Linked DNA regions of Danio rerio: region 2 is linked to region 1. A link is a contact called in public Hi-C data. All regions are on one chromosome and are shown on one strand. The core of a region is the stretch at or near the end of the contact, and the rest is flanking DNA. Distances in the headings are between cores, read along the strand shown. Region 1 holds the start of ccn1l1 (cellular communication network factor 1, like 1). Region 2 has its middle 33 kb from the start of zgc:55461.

What was found. A called contact is a pair of places that touch in the nucleus more often than the background predicts.
Region 2: a contact with region 1 is called in a Hi-C map of embryo, with 2.2 times the contacts expected there. The contact joins the enhancer-like site here to the promoter of ccn1l1 in region 1. A contact is called at or near these places in 8 of 18 Hi-C or Micro-C datasets (caudal fin, embryo, fibroblasts and 3 more) and 1 of 4 datasets of contacts at active chromatin or transcription factors (caudal fin).

The regions. Positions count from the first base shown.
Region 1 is chr5:33,533,358-33,536,640 of GRCz12tu, forward strand. It overlaps ccn1l1 (cellular communication network factor 1, like 1), which reads left to right and starts at 1,468. Exons shown (of 5, transcript NM_001017653.1): 1 at 1,468-1,731; 2 at 2,336-2,549; 3 at 3,037-3,283. The coding sequence starts at 1,657. It overlaps LOC141385837 (a long non-coding RNA gene), which reads right to left and starts at 2,480. Exons shown (of 3, transcript XR_012406920.1): 1 at 2,311-2,480.
Region 2 is chr5:33,608,401-33,611,501 of GRCz12tu, forward strand. No RefSeq gene overlaps it. Among named protein-coding and RNA genes, the nearest start is that of zgc:55461, 33 kb to the right of the region's middle. Within about 2 kb of position 1,396, at least 8 of the 62 cell types and tissues checked have an H3K27ac peak or open chromatin away from gene starts, as enhancers often do.

The DNA of each region.
Region 1 (3,283 bases), core at 218-2,717:
GTGTGTGTGTGTGTGTGTGTGTGTAGAGGGGGGTGGTCCATGGAATCAGAATTAGATACCTTTCCTGAGTTTCATAACAGCCCTGACTACTTTGCCTGGACAACTTTTAATATTTCCAGCAGTTTTTCCAGCTTTCGTTTTTCTTATTGTCTGTCTAGAGGTGGTAAACAATCTTTAACAATCATTAATTCAAAATAAAATGCACAAAAGCTATATAGAAGGTTTATGTGTGTCTTGAAAAGGTTTAAATGAACAATAACACAGTCCCAGGTCTTAAAGAGAACTGAAAATCTCTGTCATTAATTACTCTCCCTTTACTTGATCCAGAGCAGTTTGTGTAACTTTCTTCTGTTTAATACAAAAGAAAATATTTGCAATACATTTTGAAACCAGCAGCCTTTGACTTCCTACTACTGAAATCGTCAGTGTTAAAGAGCAAATGGCTACTAGTTTCCACCATTCCTCAAAATATCTTATTATATGTACAGCAGGTTTGAAACCATTAGAGGGTGAGAACTTGAACTATCCCTTTAAAATTGGAGCTGAAATGATAAATTTACAACCTTAAGGTGTTTCATTAAGCATGCTGATGAATATATTCCTCAGCATTTCTGATTCCAAACATCGTAGCATACTAAATGACTACATTTGCCAAAATCAGAAGCAAACTTGAGAAATTAAGTTTTTTTTTTTTTGAGAAACTGAACAAAATTATGAGTTTATTAAATATTTTCAGTTTAAATTAAGCATTTTTTTGTCATTGTTCTTGTTTTTTTTAATGATAAAAAGGCTTTATTTTGATCATTTTCTCTTATGTCTCTAATAAATTTTGCTAACCAAATAAATCGATACTTTAAGATTATTTTTAATCTTGATGTTATTAATTTTAATTCCATTTTAAAGGCTTATTATTTATTTGTATGTCCAATTGTTTGTACTTTTGATTATATGTTTTTGTTTGCTCACAGGTTTAGATTGTGGGTTTAGGTGAAGCGTGCTGCTTGTTTGTTTGTTTTATTAAGCTGTATGTAAGTTTGTTATGATGTTTTGTACTCTGTTTGATTTATGTATCTCTTAGGGACCCCTTCGAAAATAAGATGGTTCATCTCAAGAGGCTGTCCCATTTAATAACACTGAAATTCAAGATTTTGCTTATGACAACAGAACAACACAGTTTGCATGGGTATTTAAGCCATTTTTGGAGTCTAACCAGACATAAATTGCTCATTGTGTGCTTCCTATAAATTTACATTTAGAAAAATATTTATAAACTGTGTTCCTTTAAAATTAGTAATTGTGTTTATTTTACTTGATTTTTAGAAAATCCATTTAGAATAAAAATCTAATACTCTGATGTAAACTATAATATTTTAACTTTATTACTTTTCCTTTGTGAGTATGTCTAAAGTAGCCTGTCAGATCTGTGTGTGTGTGTGATGTCATAAGGGGCTGTGCACCGCTGTCTATAAAACTGGCAGTCACTGAGGGAATCCAGCAGCACACAGCTTTGCAGTTTTTTGCATTTAGCCATTCATAACCTAAAGAGAAAAACTCGAGTGTAATTTGCTGAAGCCCTTGTGAATTGACAGATCCAGAACCAGGTCTAAACCAGAAGACACTTTCTGACGGCCTCTTAACAATTTTTTGGATAACACCATGTCTCCTCTGAGGATCATATTAAGGCAAGGACATTTCTTCACACTGGTGCTGCTGTCATGGGCCACTGCAGAGGTGAGTTTTTGTGTGGTCTAATCTAAATGTACGTTATTCTATCATTTTATATGACATTCAAGCTCTCTTTAATAATATATTTGCATATTACCAAAAATAATGTTTATAATCTAGGATTTTACATCTAATGTTAAATAATTTGAAGAAGGAGAAAACTTTAGGTTTAAATATAAAAGTGCAAAAGCTGCTTATAAACAATGTCTGTGTTTGCTAATAAAAGCATCTAAAATATTGTGTTGTGTGTGTACATACATACAGTGTTATAGATTACTAATTGCAGAAAAAGGAGTGACAGGGCATTGAATCCACTGTGGTGCCTGATTTGTGACAGGTTTTGGCTCACAGACCCAGTACTTTTCATAAATGTTGTCTGCCATACAGAGAGGCAGCATGAATTTACAACTACTGTAATAAATCATCTGCTTCATTGCAAAATTATGGCATTTTAAACGCTTTTTTCGTACATTCCTATGTGAAAGCAGCTCATTATCGCTGGATTTATGGCGTAAATGAGGGAAAATATCACATAGGGAAGTGTATTCTGGCACCGGTACATATAGTTTATATAGGTTGACTAACCTCTCGTTCTCGTGTGTGTCCTCAGGTGCAGGGAGGATGTCCGCTGAAATGTTCTTGTCCTTCCACTCCCCCCTCGTGTCCTCCAGGTATCAGCTCGGTTTTGGACCACTGTGGCTGCTGTCGGGTCTGTGCCAGACAGTTTAACCAGGACTGCAGCCCTACTGAACCCTGCGACCACATTAAAGGACTGCGCTGCCACCTAGGGGCCGAGGGAGACCCTGATAGAGGCTTATGCAGAGGTGAGGAGAGCAATTAAGTAATACGAGAGTCTGGTTGTTATCAACTACAAAAACATAAATACAGCTAATTGTCACAGCACTTTACTTGATAATAAATAAAATAAAAATTTCAAGTAAATTAATGAAATTATTAATGAATTAAAATATAAAGTTTAAGTATTAGGTGCTAATTAAAGTATAATTTTAAAAAGTAGGACAAATATGACAAAAGTAAACGTCAATAAAATAAACAAACACTGCATTTTAACAATTTAAAAATAATTGTAATAAATATACATGGGAAAAGTGCAAAGAAAATGGACTAAAACCAAAATAAAAAATAATTAATCAATTATAATGGGATAACGCTAAACGGTAACATAAATATATATTCAAATAAAAAATAATAAATCACTAAAATAAAAAGAAATTAGCATAATTAATTAAAATAAGTTAAAGTGTGTCTCTGTGTTAATCAAGCAATATCAATGTTTATTCAATCATCCAGCGGAGGCTCAGGGTCGCCCGTGTGAACTGGATGGACGGATTTACCAGCACGGAGAGGACTTTCAGCCTTCCTGCGAGCATCAGTGCACGTGTGTGGATGGGGTGGTCGGCTGTCTGCCATTGTGCCCACACCACATCTCTCTGCCCGACTGGCGCTGTGCCCGCCGCCGTCTCATCAGAAAGCCTGAGCGCTGCTGTCCGGAGTGGGTCTGTGATGACGACAACCGCATTGCTGAGGTGAATCCAGT
Region 2 (3,101 bases), core at 146-2,645, 75 kb after region 1:
CTGCAAACCCTAAAAATTATATATATATATATATATATATATATATATATATATATATATATATATATATATATATATATATATAAATCACTCTTATAATAATAATTCTATTCAATAAACCTTTATTTGTATAGCGCTTTTACAATGTAGATTTAGTCAAAGCAGCTTCACATAAAAGATCATAGTAAATTGAAACTGTGTAGTTCAGTTTTCAGAGTTTAGTTCAGTTTTTAGTTCACATTCAATTCAGTTTAGCTCAGTTCAGTGTGGTTTAATAATCATTATTGACAGCCCAAACACTGAAGAGCAATCCATCGATGCCCAGCTCTACAGATCCTGAACCATGCAAGCCAGTGGCTACAGCGGCAAGGAACAAACTTCACCAATTGTAAAAGTGAAGTATTAAAAAACCTCGAGAGAAACCAGGCTCAGTTGGGCACGACCATTTCTCCACTGGCCAAACGTCTTGTGCAGAACTGCAGTCAAGGCGCCGGTGCAGTCAATATTAATTATTAATATTATTATTATTAATGGTAATAGTAATAAAAGCAGTAATGACTAGAGTAATAATTTCATTTGAAACAACATACAATAAGGCAGCAGTTATTCAAAACTGTAATAAATATTTAAAAAATACATGTAACAAATGACGCCTTGATGAACAGAATAATTTTCTTTAAAAAAATAAAAACTGACCCTAAACTTTTGACCTTAATGTATGTAACTTTGTTTTTTACCCATTTTTCCCACTACAGTGCCCTTTCCACCACATCCACTCTGTGGTGAAGTTGACACTTTAAACACAATTTATTTTTTCATCACACTTTAAAAAAGCAAATCAGTGCACTTCCAACTTCTGGAAAAAGTCTGTCAAAAGATCTGCCAAACAGCACAGCATTGATTCACAGTAGTGTGTGAGAGGTGCTATACCTGAAGGGAACGAGTGAGCTTCATCTGCATAAGCTGTGACAAGTCGATGGTAATTAGCTGTAAGATGTGAGTAGATGGCGGCTCAGGTTAACAGAGAGTCTATGCTCATTAGGAGAGATGGAGAGATGGTGGGGTCAAAACAGTCATGTGATACCGGATAAGTGGATGCGGGATAGTCAGATTTGGAACCGAGGAAAGGTATGTGATGACACCTGTATTTCCTAACAGGTTTGCTCTCATTTCCATTTCAAACAGTCTAAAGCAGCCAGCAGCATACACTGAACAGGCCTTCATTGCCACTCGTTTACTTTCACAGAGGTTCACACACGATAAAACCTCTTGTGCGGAAGACAATTGCTGTATTTACTCTTTGTCACGAACATCCTAACAGACATCCTCTCAGAGTCCTACCTATTGAAATGGGTGACAAAAGAGGGAAGAGACAGCATGGAAAAGTGCCCAAACCTGCTAAGGGTATCTGTTTTCCTCCGCATGCACAAGGGAGAACAGCCGGACGCTGTGTTTGGGTGCGTTCTGATAGCGGCGCTTATCGAGCCCCGTCTCTCTCTCTTCCTCCTTCCTCCGCTCCTTCTGTCTTCCGACCTCCGCCTCGAGGGGAAGCCGCTTATGTCATGCCGATTCTCCAGGCCTTGTGGGAGAACGAATGAAAGCAGTAAACTGAGAGGCAAAAGGTGCATGCATTGCTTTTGTTATTTATTCTGCTTGGTGAAATAGATACAGATTGCTTGCTTCTTGCTTACAGAGAATATTCTGAAAAAGAAAATTCATGTTATTATTTATTGACCATCATGCTGTTCCAAACAAGTTTGACTTTCTTCTGCTTCAGAATTTTTTTTTTGTCCATGAGCAAATGGGGTACAAAACTATTTTAGAACCCACTGACTTTAATACATGAACAAAAACACATTTTCCAAAATATTTATTGTTTAATAAACCGTAACAGATTTTTCCATTTTGGATATAGATATATCTATAAATGTCATTAAAGCTAACATATAGGTTACTTTGTCCAGTAAAGGGTTAAGGGACCTATACGCTCATACATGTAATGGTCCCATATTAGTCTTCACTAGAATAATTTTGGGGTTCATTAAAGAATTTCAGTGAGCAGTTGCTAGAGAATCAGTTGTTTGCTAGTGTGAAGAACATTTTTAATAATCTAGAAAATCTTGTAATAATCTAGAAATCATTTTGTATATGTTAAAGGTTCTTTGTGGAACAACCAATTCCATTTAAAAACAAAACATCTAGATATTCTCAGATTTCCTTGGTTCTCCATGAATGCTTTAAGGAACCTCTGCTGCTAGTAGAGTATCAGGTGTCAGTCTTCACAATCTCTGGCCTATGTTGACTTATGCCGAGTTCAGACTGCATGATTTTCAAAGTAGTCATGTCACAGATGTTTTCACACAGCATGACTATCTGGGCTAGCGTTTCGTCGCTGCTTTGTTTACACTGCAAGATGGATCGGCCACATTGACATTCACATTGCATGACTTTACTATAGGAAGAATCGCCGACAACTTCGTCCAAACTACGTCTCACAGCCAAAAACACATCGTATATCTTTTGTTATTAACTACATAATGAGAAAGAAGCCTTTAATGGGGTAGAACATGTACATGTTTGCTCACCTGGGTTTAAAGGGAATTAGCCATTTCTCCTCAACGTTGATAATAAACTAATTTCTTTCTGTATGAAACGTCAAACAAAGTTGCTCCTGAGTCCTGTCAAACCTCCACTAGTTTTTCCTCCATTTCGTGGGTCCAAATAAACCGAAAAAGAGCGCTTTTACCTTCTCCCCAGCCTCCCGCTGGCCTGCAGCAAGTATACAAACACGCACACACAAGTGAAAGCTGCTCTCTCATTGGCTGTAGGCGATGGCTGATGTTATTTTCAGTCAAAACTCAATTCACACGGCATGATTTGAATCGCCGACAGTTCCAAATATTTAGCATGCCAACTATCTCACAGGCATCGGCGACTCATTGGCGATTCTCTCAGATCGCGTCTTTGAAAGTTCATACTTTGTGATTGTCACTCACGTGCACGAGCAGCGATTTGCCTGTGATTTCAGGCATTTGTCGACGATTTCTCAAAACCTGTCGGCGAGCCAAAATCGGGGCTAAAATCACGCAGTCTGAACTAGG